2 separate regions of the Rattus norvegicus genome follow, and region 1 is linked to region 2. Evidence: chromatin contacts called from public Hi-C data. All regions are on one chromosome and are shown on one strand. Each heading gives the region's core, a stretch centred on a gene start, on an enhancer-like site or on the middle of the called end of the contact. The rest is flanking DNA. Distances are from core to core; before and after follow the strand shown. Region 1 holds the start of Tnks (tankyrase). Region 2 has its middle 180 kb from the start of Tnks.

Region 1 (6,356 bases), core at 2,533-5,032, 180 kb after region 2:
TGTGGTCATCGATTGGAAAATAAATATAGAGCCTTCAGTAACTGGGGCCTCATCTACCTTGAGGGTGATAATAATCAGCTCATAATAGATTTCTGTTGCAGAATTCTAGAACATCCAAAGAGGTGGCTGAATTACCAGTTCTTGCTCCATTCATCGGATCAGCACTGTGGAAACTGGACATACTTTTTTACAAGTTGGATTATGGATCTCACTGTTCAGAAACGCCTTGGGTACAGCTTTTGTGTTCTGTTTTCCTCATGAGAAACCAGTGTAGCATTGATTGGAAAATACAAAACCTTCAGTAACTCGGACCTTGATATACCTTGAAGTTGATAGTAATAAACTCACAATGGATTTCTGTGGGAGGCAGCCTACAGTCTTTGGATTCTGGATAAGATACAGAATTTAAGGCAGACCAGTAACAACCACCTTCATAGTCCACAAAAGTACATTTTTTTGGGTTCATGGTAAATTTGTTTTGCCCATTGAAGTTTTTGTTTAAAGTACTTGAATGTATTCCTTGAAGTGTACAGGGATTTATAAATTTATAAATGGTCATATATAATACCATTTGTTCACCCAAAAAGAGTCAAAACTGGGAGAACATATGTTGTGGCCTGATTTTAGTTTCACTGTGTTCTCTAAATTGCCTTACCCTTTGTCAAATGTCACTGTGGAAAAGGGCACAAATGTATAAGATACGGGATAATGTTAGACTTATAACCTGTAGTCCTAGATTCAATGAAAACCAAATGCCACTCATGTTCCTGGTCTTATGGTATTTAACTGATATGCCAAAATTCACTGGTTCATTGAAATGGGAATATCCATGTCATGTTAATTATATTTAATAGTGAACATTTAAAGCAACCATTGGTTTAGTATTCTGCCTGATGCACATTGTTTTTTCTTAAGACTCTTTCTGTGTCTGCTCTATTGGAATAATGAGGTTAATATTTGTTTCCACAATGCCTACTTGAGTAATGAACAATTGGTATGAAGTGGAGTCCTCGCTGAGATTATCCCATTCTTGGGTACATCTCCTTACGTCACACAAACACTATAATAATAGGAAGCATAGAGGAAAAACAGCTGTAGGAAATGTCATTTTGATGGTTATTGAAGATAGAAATCATGTTTTCAATCTTGGTTTGGGAGGGGAGAGGGAAGTGGAGAGGAATGGAGGGGGGAAACGAACTTTAAAAAAAGAAAAAAAATTCACAATTAGTTAAAATTAAAATGAAAAATAAAAGCACAAAAGTAGAATAAGAAAAAAATTCTTAATTTTAATTAACACTTAATCAAATGTGTTGTCTTGCAGGAAGGAAACCGGCAGAATGTTGGCTTTAATAGCCTGCTCAAATGTACACAGCCAGGAACTGGCAAAGGTTGAATTTCAATCGCAACAATCTGAAGCACCGTTTAAAATTGGGATCTAGCAAAGTCACAGTGTGTCGTTCGTGAGTGATGGCTATCCTGGTTGTCATCTTAACTACATCTGGAATGAACTACAATCCAGTAATGGAGGGCACACCTGTGGTCCAGATCTTGAGGGTGGAAGGCATAGGCTTCTGACATGGAATAATATACACTTTTGATCCAGATCTTGAGGGTCAGTGGCCATGAAAAGCTTATGCCCAGACAAGGGTTGCCCAGGAGACTGAGGCGAGCAGACCTGAATACAAAGCCAGTTTGGGACTGTGAGTTCCAAATCCAGCTGTGGTGGTACACACCTTTAATCTAGGCTACACCTTCTGCTGAAGGCCTACGTAAAAGACGTCGGAAGAAAGAAAACATAGCTCTTCTTTGCCTGCTTGCACTTACTTGTCAGCATATCAGTTGGAACCTACTTCTTCAGGATTCTAGCTTATACAGAAGACCAGCTGAAACAACTAGTCTCCTGGGACTGAGCAACCACTACATTCTTGGACTTCCCATCCACAGCTGCCCATTGTTGGGTTAGTTGGACTGCAGACTGTAAGTCATCACAATACATTTTCTTATAGAGAGACATTCTACAAGTTCCGTGACTCTAGAGAACCCCGACTGATGCACGGAGTGAGAAAACTTACAGGGAAAATTCTCAATAGACTGTGAGAATTTGGACCGACAACTGCCACAAATGCCAAGGAGCTCAGACAGGATGACTTTTTGTGCTGCTCTATCCAGAGCGCCTGTAATCTGAGAGGACAGGATGAATGGTTCAGAGACCTGCTTTACCTGTTATCTCCCAGCCAGCAAAGTGGAACAAAGAATTCAGTCATCCCAGACTTTGGTCCTGTCTCTCAGGTCAGGTGGTCTGCCTGGTCTTGGAGATTCTTGTCTGGTGCCTTTTCCCCTCCCCCATTGCTTGCCCCTGTCCCTTCTTAGTCTCTGTCTAGCTAGGTATGCATACTCCCAATGCCACTTAGACTCGCATGCCTCTCAAGGCACCCCAAGTTAGATTTAACTCTGAACAAGCAAAGCAAGCCTCTGTGGTCCGACAATACCCGCCCCTTCTCCCCAGCATAGCTGTAGACATTTTGTTCCATGCCTGCCAGCTATTTCATATTGTTGCTGTAACATGCCTACCAGCCTTTGACACAGAAAAATAGCTTCACTCAGAGCTATTTTTTTCAGACCCTGTTATGTTCTGTTATGTCCTGAGGTTTGTTAATCTTAAGACATTCCTCAAAGCTTTACGTAGGGCTCATCAAATTAAAGGTCAATATAAACTGTTATGTCAAAAAAAATGGCTTAAGTTAGAGCTGATCACCAGGCAGAACTTCCTGCACCTGCGTATGAGCTCATTGTGGTTTTTTCTTTTATAAGCTGACATAAAAAGATGTTGTAGTTCAGATGATTCTGAGCTATGTCCCTGGTCTGACCAGTATTAGGGTGTGCATTCAATAATCCGACTCTTAGACCCCAACACCGAGCTATTTGATAGCGTGTGTGTGTGTGTGTGTGTGTGTGTGTGTGTGTGTGTGTGTGTATTCCTTTCTCCAGTATTAAGACCACCTGACCTGAGAGACAGGACCAAAGTCTGGGATGACTGACTTCTTTGTTCCACTTTGCTGGCTGGGAGATAACAGGTAAAGCAGGTCTCTGAACTGTTAATCCCGTCCTCTAAGATTACAGGCGCACTGGATAGAGCAGCGCAAAAAGGCATCCTGTCTCCGCTCCTTGGCATTTGTGGCAAGAGTTAAATACCCTCTTAGAGAATAAGGTTATCCTTCCCTCCAGTCCTGTCTCTGAATGAGACCAAAGGAGATAGTAAGGTGTACAGATCCAACACTTCATTTAAAAATATTCCCAATGTGCTAATTTTAGTTATGTATTCTTCAGAGCGTTTTGTATGCATTAGCTCACTTCATCTCTGCAGACAATTTTGTGAGGTGGGTACTATTAATTCCATTTTCGGGCGAGGACATTTTGCTAAATGTTTGCACCAAGTTACATTCTAATAGCTTCTTCTGAAGTAAGACACCGCAGACTGACGGACACCTGGGAAAAGACTGAAGCAGTCCAAAGCAATCCCGCTTTGGAAGGAAGACAGAAGTTTCTCGGACAGGTAGTGGCTCGCCAAAACTTTCAAATCTGCCTTGCCAGCCCGCCAGGGCGTCACAAAGCCAGTCTCTCAACTACTAAGCCACGCCCCCAGGCTGGTTGTTCTCTAAGCTTCCAATACTTCCCTTCTTCTCTCCGACTCCACCCACTTCGGCAAGAATCATTTCCGGGTATGTTGACTTCTGATTGGTCCAGAATCCGGAAGTGAGGGCGGGCGGTGGCGCCGTTGCCGCAGTGACAGTACGGGGGAGTGGGAAGATGGCGGCGTCGCGTCGCTCTCAGCATCATCACCACCATCATCAGCAACAGCTCCAGCCCGCCCCAGGGGCTTCGGCTCCGCCACCGCCACCTCCCCCGCCGCTCAGCCCGGGCTTGGCCCCGGGACCTACCCCGGCCTCTCCCACGGCCGGCGGCCTGGCGCCCTTCGCCTCCCCGCGGCACGGCCTGGCGCTGCCGGAGGGGGATGGCAGCCGGGACCCGCCCGACAGGCCGCGATCTCCGGACCCGGTGGACGGCGCGGTCTGCACGGTGGCTGCTACGGCCGCGGCCCCGGCAGCTTCCGCCGCCGTCGGGGTCGCTCCCAGCCCAGCCGGCGGCGGCGGTAACAACTCCGCGTCGTCCACTTCTTCGCCTACTTCTTCTTCGTCTTCCTCTCCGTCCTCCCCTGGCTCGAGCATAGCGGAGAGTCCCGAAGCCGCCGGAGTTGGCTCCACAGCAACTTTGGGACCCGGGGCGGCGGGCCTTGGCCCGGGGGTCCCAGCCGTGAGTGGGGCCCTGCGGGAGCTGCTGGAGGCTTGTCGAAATGGGGACGTGTCCCGGGTGAAGAGGTTGGTGGACGCAGCGAACGTGAATGCAAAGGACATGGCCGGCCGAAAGTCTTCTCCCCTGCACTTCGCAGCAGGTCTGAGACCGTGTTTTACGGGTTTTGGAGCGGAGGGAGGGTGGTCGGACTAGGAAAAAAAAGTTACAGGTTGTAGTGGGACAAGTAGGGACTTGTTGGTGGTTCTTTTCCACCTCACCCTGAGAACTGAAGTTTAGTGTCCGTGTGTGTGGTGGGGGGGGTTGGAGGGGGGCGAGGTGTGAATTCACTCCTTGGCGTTTGCAACAGTGGTACTTCAACTTATGCAAACTCCGTGTAGCGCTCATCTGTGGATGTGGGCATACTTAAAACCTTTTCAGTTCGGAGTTGTGTCTGAGACAAGTTGGATTTGAGTAGCTTTAGGAATAGCTTTGTCGTTCGTGTGCTAGTTCGTTTTGTTTTTTACGACACGGTTTTGTCCTTTGAGTACGGACAGTCCGGGGCGAAAGAAGTGTAGGGTAACTCAACAAGTGTCCAAGAATCTCTCGTATTCTTAAGTAACACAACGAAAGACAATGGGGTTTGTCAAATTCCACCTTTTCTAAAGAAGTGGACAATCTGGAGAGACTACCCCCGGCCAGTCGGAGACAATAGTGATAAGGGTAGTGTGTGCCTATGATAAGGGACAGAGAGATCAGCTTTGAGGTCCAGTGTGTATTTACCTTGTCTCAGCTAGCTCATTTTCTTAGAGACAAAGATGATAGGTTGTTTGAGTGAGGATTTAGGAAGAAGTCTTCTGGCGGGGAAACTCAGCACATAGGCACAGATTTCTAAATGCTGAACTTTACTTTTCTTGCCTCTCTCCCTTCTGAGTAAGTAGTTGTTTTCTTTTAGAAACACAGAATATTTTTTATAAAATACAGAAATGTAGAACAAAAACAGAAGGGCCATACTCTCACTGCCTTGATACTTCTGGTTGATTTTTTTTTTAAATAAGGTTAATTAGGTTATGTACTTTAAAACAAGTACCTTTGAAGTTTGTACTTCACATATATTATAAATTCAAATAGGATAGAAAGATACAAAATTAAAAGACACACTTTTTAAAAAAGTATCAAAAATTCCTCTTTTAAATGTTAGTTTTCTTGAGTGTGTGTGTGTGTGTGTGTGTCTGTGTCTGTGTGTGTCTGTGTAGGTACAAGAGGGCAATTCCCTGGAGCTGGAGTTACAGGTAGTTGTGGGTCACCCAGCTTGGGTGCTCAGCTACTCTGGAAGAGTAAGCTCTGTTTAATTAACTTCAGAGCATCTCTGCAGCGCCCTTTCTGTCTTGAGATGCTGTCTGAGCACCAGAACTCTGTTTTTGCTGGGAAAGCACTTTACCCCTGGGCTACATACACCTCCAGCTCCTCTTGCTGTGCATTTCAGTGGTGTTACTCCTTCAGTTCTGTAAACGTAAGCTTAGAACTTAGGAGAACTGCGATTCTCGTTTTACAGATGATAAAGCGAGGCACACGTGAGTCTAGTTCTCAAGTAAAGTAGTGAGACATTGACGTTGAGTCAGCAGTTTGATTTAGAGCCTAAGCCATAATCTATAGGTGGGTTTGTATGCAGGGCACAGCTCCTAAGTTACTTGGTGTTTGGGGAAGAAGGTAGTAGTCTGGAGCTCATGGAGAAGGAAAGCTAGTGATTTTTATTTGTTTTTGTTTTTGTTTTTTTTTTAATTTCAGCCATTGCTTAGAGTTTGTAATGTTGCAGTGCAATCAGAACTTTGAGGAAATGGAAACTGCACCCTTCCTTGCTTGTGTGTTTGTATACTTTTCCACTTCACTTGTAGCAAATTGCGTCTGTGATCCATTAATGGACAGTGATCAGTGGTGTGAAACCCATTGGGAATGGTCAGATTACTGGGTCTGTGCTCCATATTAGGCAGAACTAGTGAGTGTGATGAATTCGCTTATAAGTAGGCTTTCAGCTACGTAGATGAAAAGTCAAGACTCTTGCTTGTTTT
Region 2 (6,473 bases), core at 2,642-5,141:
ATTTTGTTACTTTCATCCAGACTCCAAAGACATTAGTACTTTGACCTGCCCAGTATGGGTTCTAGGAACCAAACTCAGATGCTTTGGAAGAGCATCAAACATTAACTGCCGAGCCCTGGCCTTTTAAAGGCAGCCAGTCTCATGTAGCCCAGGCTAACCTCTAACTTCTTACGTGGCTAAGGATGATCTTAAACTTCTGGCCCAGCCTCTCTGCCTTCCAAGTTCCCATATCAGCAGTATTGTCTGGAAGAATATTGCACTGTACAAACCCGGGCAACATAAAACGCAGCATTCGTTAAGAGCTAGACCCCAAGTTAATGGTGGAGTGCTCCAGAAGGGAAGTGGGTGTTTGCCTATGAATCCGCCTGCATTCTCTACTCCCCACAGCATATCCCAGCCAGGCCACCAGTTCTCTCTGAGCCCGGCTCCAGGGCAGTGCTGGCGAACAGCTTGTTATCGTGGGAACAGCCCCGTTCTTTTCTGTCGGAGTCAGATGATCAACGTTTTCCTGTGATTGGAAGCAAGTTGTTCCACGTTCTTGATCTGATGGCTCATCTGTTAGAAGAATTCGGGGGAGGGCCACAAGATTTCGGGCAAAGTCTGACCCTAGAGGAGAAAGCTGCCCAACTGTCTAGAGTAGTACGTAGTTCTCAACCTTCGTAATAAACCTTTTAAGACATTTCCTCATGTTGTGGTGACCCCCCCCTCCAACTTTAAAATTACTTCTTTGCCACTTCATAACTGTAGTTTTTCTTCTGTTGTGTATTGTGATGTAATGTCTAATATGCAGGATATCTAATATTCAAACCCTGTGAAAAGGTGGTTGGACCGCCAAGGTGGTCCCAACCCACATGTTGAGAACGGATGGTCTAGTGGGCTTAGAAAAGGACCTTCTAGAAGCACCTAGTCTTACTACAACTTGATATGTCTAGGCTGCTTGGTATCCTTGGGAGACCTTCCCTTTCTGAGGAGTAAGGGGGCGGGGGTGTGGGGGGACTAGTAGGAGAGATGGGAGGGGAAGTTGCAATCAAAACGTAAATAAATAACTTAATCAATTTTAAAAACGAAAAAGAAAAGAAAGGGCTGTTCTAGCGATGAGCGCTGTGCTCTGGGGTCACCACAATGTACACACATCTTGTCCTTGGATCCCCTTGCTAGCAAGGTATTGAGAGAGGTTAGATCATGTGCAGGGTAAAGTCAGTCATACCTGTTCTTTCCTGAGTGAGCACCGGGGTTGGGGCAGAGGGTCCTGGGAAGACAGAGTCCTACTATTCCCTGCATTTGTTTAAAAAAAATCGACTAGTTCTGCTCAAGGATTTGGCCAGCCTGGACTAAAGAAGCTTTGTTTTTCCCCCAAAGAGAAACTCATCTCCTACATCCTCTGATAAAGTAATGTTCTTTCTGTCCACCAGGGGGCGATTGAAGCGCGGCCCCAGATTCAGAACCAGGAGGAGCTGTGTCTGAAGAGAAAGCAGCAGCATGAAACCCACAAACCCTCTCAGCTTTTCTAGGATTCTGTGGTTAGGTCTCCACTCTGGTGCCGTCAGGGTAGATGCTACTGCTCCTCGCTGTGATCCAGAAAGGCCAATGCTCTCTCTCCCTCTTCTCTACCGCAGTTATCGAATTGCCCCAATACTCAGTTGATTATGGCATCAATCTGGGCCGTGCATAACGTCAAAGAGCTAAGTGGCTTCTTGCTCGAAGTATGGGCAGGTACAGCATTTATTTCATAAGCACCTACTGTCTTACAGAGCTCATGCCAACCGTGCCCTCATCGTGAGTAGAACCAGCCTCAGACACTAGTGTGGTCACCATCTTCCCTTCACTGTGTATAGCTAAAAAATGGGTCATCTCTGCTGATAGAGTAATTTTGTTTCTGGTTAAAAAGCTGTAGCTTGCGTATGTTTCCAAGGCCGGGACAGCAAAGAGGACGTGTTGCGATAAAAATAAAAAATGGATCAGCGGCTACCGGTACCCGCGGGTTCTCACTCCCCGTGGATCTGCGGGAGCCACATGCTCCAGCTGTTTCTCTACCAGCTGCACTGTCCCCTCGGCGGGTAAAATCAAAGTTCCAGAAACTTGTAGTTTAGTAATTAGATTTATATGTTAAGTACTCAATCTACAATACATCCACACAATAAATTCACCGTTGATTAATTAAAAATAGAAACCATCCACCTAGACACCTGGATTTGGATCATCCTGCTCTGTTGTCTCCATCTTGATTTCTCTCGTTCCTCCTCCTCTCTCCTTCTTAGAATTTTTCCCCGCCTACCCTTCTTCTCATCCAATGATAGGCTTCACTTTATCCCGGACCCGCCTTGCTGCATAATGACATCATCCTACAATGAAGGAGAGTAGAGTAGAGTAGAGTAGAGAGAGTAGAGTAGTGTAGAGTAGAGTAGAGTAGGGTAGAGTAGAGTAACATTTTTATCTGACCTCCAGCAGGGTCCCTTGCTTGGGGAACCTACCAGGTTTCCCTTCCCATCAGCTAAATAGGGACAATAATAGATACCAGGTGTCTTAGGGTTCCTCTATTGCTTCAATGGAACACTATGGCCAAAACACAAGTTGGGAGAAAAGGGTTTATGTGGCTTACACGTCCATATTGCTTGCCGTTCTGTATGGAAGAAGTCAGGACAGGCACTCGAACAGGACAGGAACCTGGAGGCAGGAGCTGATGCAGAGGCCACGGAAGGGTGCTGCTTACTGGCTTGCTCCCATGGCTTGCTCAGCCATGTCAAGGTTAGGCCCTGGTTTTGCCTCCCAGCCCCAAACTTCCAGAAATAAGACTCAGACTCAAGTTATATTTGCAAATACATTGACCATACAGCTAGGCTCTGCTCTGACTAGACCATAACTGAAGATAACCCACTTGTTTTAGCCTACATCTTGCACGTGGCTGGTTACCTGTGCCCTGGTCCATCTCCTCACATCTTTTCCGGTTCCTCTTCCCACCTCTACTCTCCCACAATTCTTTCTCCCCCCAATGTCCCACCTCTCTTTCCTGCCTAAACCATAGACCATAGGCTTTATGATTGGCAGGTGAGGTATCCATAGAATGTACAAGATGGTCTCTCTTCATCAGCCTGCTTCCTTATAGAACCCAGGACCACCAGCCCACAATGGGTTGGACCTTCCCCCATCTACACTAATTAAGAAAATGAAAATGCCTTACAGCCAGATCGTATGAAGGCATTTTCTCAACTGAGGGCTCTTTGTTCCAGATCACTGTAACTTGGGTCGAATAGACATAAGAGTAGCCAGCACACAAAAAAATTTTAGATTAAAAAAAGAAAGAAAACAGAGATAAGCACACAACTATCATAGAATTTGTCCAGGCTTCCTCTCTCTCTCTCTCTCTCTCTCTCTCTCTCTCTCTCTCTCCCTCCCTCTTCCCCTCCTCCTCCCCTTCCCTTCCCTCCTCTTCTCTCTCTCTCCCTCTCCCCCTCCCCCTTCCCTTTCCCCTTTCCTTCCCCCACTCTCTTTCTTTTTCTGTCTGGTCGTTTTGGAGCACAATGCAGACATAGCTGCTCAGAGGCCTAGGGCATGAGAGACTCTAGAGTCTAGGAGTTCAAGGTCAGTCTGGACTACCACTGTGAGACCCTCAACTCAAGAAGAAACACAAATTTCAAAAGGCAATCTCTCTTAATTTTCATCTTTTGCATCATGTCCTGGTCTATTGTGTTAGTTGGTACCTGGGGAGCAGAGAGATAGAAAAGAGAAAGAGAAACAAAGATTCAGGTCTAACTGCAATCAAGGTAGATTGAAGTTCCTTTCCGTCCTAGATAACCTGAAGTCCAATGCTGCCATTGTTCAGTCCTGCCCCAGCTGTGGCTACACCCTGCCTATCCATGTCTAATGCCACACCCCTGTGCTACAGTGACCAATCAGGATGCTCGTTCACCGGATCCCAATGATACAAACATTCCCATGCTTGGTTGAGGCTACTGAATTGAGACACTGCGTCCATAGAACTAAATTAGAATGATCTGTTCCTTTGGAGCATCCTAGGATTTGAGAGATGACTTAGCAAGCACCTCTGATCTCTCATTCTACGGGGTGACTCACTGATACCTAGCTTCCAAATCCTAACAGTGAGGTAGAAGCAAGCTCAAGGCTTACTTTACTCTGCCTCTTGACTTCCCAGTCAGTGTAAGCCATGCATTCCGATAGAAACCCATCACTCTTTGTGGTTTGTCTGCAGAGCTAGATAAGTAGGCTTTTGTGAGCTGGCCTTGGGAGCCTGCCATTATGTGTAATTTTGGAGCTGTGGGATATGAAGCCCACATTCTAAATGCCTGCTTTGCTGGTTTTCAGAATTTTCCTGAAGCATCACGTATATTGTGGATTATGAACAACCTGGGTTGTTCTGTTTTGCTTTCTGTAAATGACCAGAAATGGGATGAGAGTTGGAAGTAAATAGGGACATTCCTGAGTGGCAGAATCCCTGTTTGTGAAGGAGACTGACATGCTTCAGGAAGGGAATCAGGCTCATGCTGGTTCTTAAATGATTAGTCAAAGGGACTGTGAAGCACGACTCTCACACTTCAGCCTGGCTCTGTGTGTCAGTGTCCCTGTCTTAAAAGAGAGGAGAAGGGGTTGGGGATTTAGCTCAGTGGTAGAGCGCTTGCCTAGGAAGCGCAAGGCCCTGGGTTCGGTCCCCAGCTCCGAAAAGAAGAACCAAAAAAAAAAAAAAAAAAAAAAAGAGAGGAGAGGCAAAAACCCAAGAAGAATGTACTGAAAGTTGATACACACTGGTAATGTCTTCCACAGTGAGGACCAGGCTGTAGCAGGAAGATCAATTCTGCAGAACAAAACTCAGTAATGCCTTTGACCTGGGCATGCGGGCTGCATGTCTCACACGCACTGCCTCAGTGAGCTGAGACAAGGCCGAGGACAGGGGCCATTCTTAAGTCACCAGAGACGACGTGAAACACAGAGTAACACATGGCACACTACAATGATCTGACCAAATGTGTTGCTGTGACCATATGTCTCACCCCCAACACTTGGGCCGACAAGGAAACATCTTTACATTTAAGAAACACATTTAAAAAATATGTGTGTGCATGTGTGTATAAACACAGCAAGCTTCTGTTAGACACTGACAAGCTGGGTTTCTCAGGGAGTGAAAGAAAACTGTCATCATCATGCAGGCTGGGCACCAACGGCTTCCATCTATTAGGAGATGCTTTATCTCAGCCTTCTCTCATCTCAGTGGTTGAGAGCTCTCCGTTATCCTCTTCTTCAGGCTTTTGGCTATTTGTCCTTCAGACTTCTGGCAGATCTTAGCTGTCAGTGCTCTGTCAGTAGACCCAGAGACTGAGGCGTGATGACTTACAAAGAACAGAGGTGCGTTCACACTAACGGTTCTACAGGCTGGGGAGTCCAATCACACCATGCCTGCATCTGATTGGCTCCTGGCGAGGATCTCATTTTGCACTGAGTAGGGCAAGCAAAAGTGTATACTCCAAGTGATGCACTCATTCCCATCACCCAGAGAACAGTCTCTTTGCAAGGTCTCTGTCTCTTAATGCCACTTCCCAGCATGCTCTAGTTCCCAGCACCCTCGCACTGGGATCCAAGAGTCCACATGAGTTTTGATGGGGATTAACCATCCCTCTGCTTGCGTGGCTCCTTGCCTCAGTTTCTTGGCCTGTTTACTCTCTGTTTCCTAAAGGCTCTCCACAGAGCACAGCTCTGAAGATGTATGAACAAATAAATAATGGGCGTACACAAACAAACGCCTCAATCCCACTTCCTAAAGGAGACTCCGCCTACACGCAGGACCCAAGCTATGCCCTAGATGCAGAAAGCATTGTATGAATAGATGAACACATTCCACAACTTTTGTTAAACTTAAAAATAAATGCCTTTAATTATAGAACTTTAATTAGCCTTAATATATGAAAAGGCATTGAGAACGAACCGCGACCTCTCATGCCTTATACAGAAACTAATTCAAAACGGATTATGGATTTAAATGTAGAACTAGAAGGGTGTGTTCAATTTAAACAGATTTAAATGTAAGAGTAGAGCCAGCAAACTTTGAGAAGAAAACATAAAAGATTCAGGCCTGCGGGTTGGGAGAAAGGTTATTAAACACGACACCAAAGGGCAAGGCATGAAAGAACAAAATAAATTGGATTTCATCAAAGTGAAAAACTTTCGTGCTATGAAAGACCCAGTTAAGCAAATGAAAAGACAAGCTCCAGCCTCAGAGGAAATGTCTGTCATCCTGTGACTGACAAAGGGCTGACAGGCGTGTCCAACCTTTGACACTGGAACACAAGGTCGCCATCTACGAGTCCACGCTTGAGAACCAAACAACCGAGATAACAAAAAAGGAATGGAAAAGAAAAGGAAAAGGAAGTAATAACAAAAAGAAAGAAACACACACACACACAAACACACACACACGCACGCACGCACTTCCTAAGACTTTAAATAAGTTAGGATTCGGGGTTGAT

What was found. Hi-C and Micro-C count contacts between places; a contact is called where the count stands out from the background.
Region 1: a contact with region 2 is called in a Hi-C map of Schwann cells, with 10 times the contacts expected there. The contact joins the promoter of Tnks here to the enhancer-like site in region 2. A contact is called at or near these places in 7 of 12 Hi-C or Micro-C datasets (Schwann cells, frontal cortex, kidney and 3 more).

The regions. Positions count from the first base shown.
Region 1 is chr16:63,924,547-63,930,902 of GRCr8, forward strand. Tnks (tankyrase) reads left to right here and starts at 3,783. Exons shown (of 27, transcript NM_001106084.2): 1 at 3,783-4,450. The coding sequence starts at 3,808.
Region 2 is chr16:63,743,315-63,749,787 of GRCr8, forward strand. No RefSeq gene overlaps it. Among named protein-coding and RNA genes, the nearest start is that of Tnks, 180 kb to the right of the region's middle. Within about 2 kb of position 3,892, at least 9 of the 93 cell types and tissues checked have an H3K27ac peak or open chromatin away from gene starts, as enhancers often do. A contact at or near this core is called in Schwann cells, where this site is marked.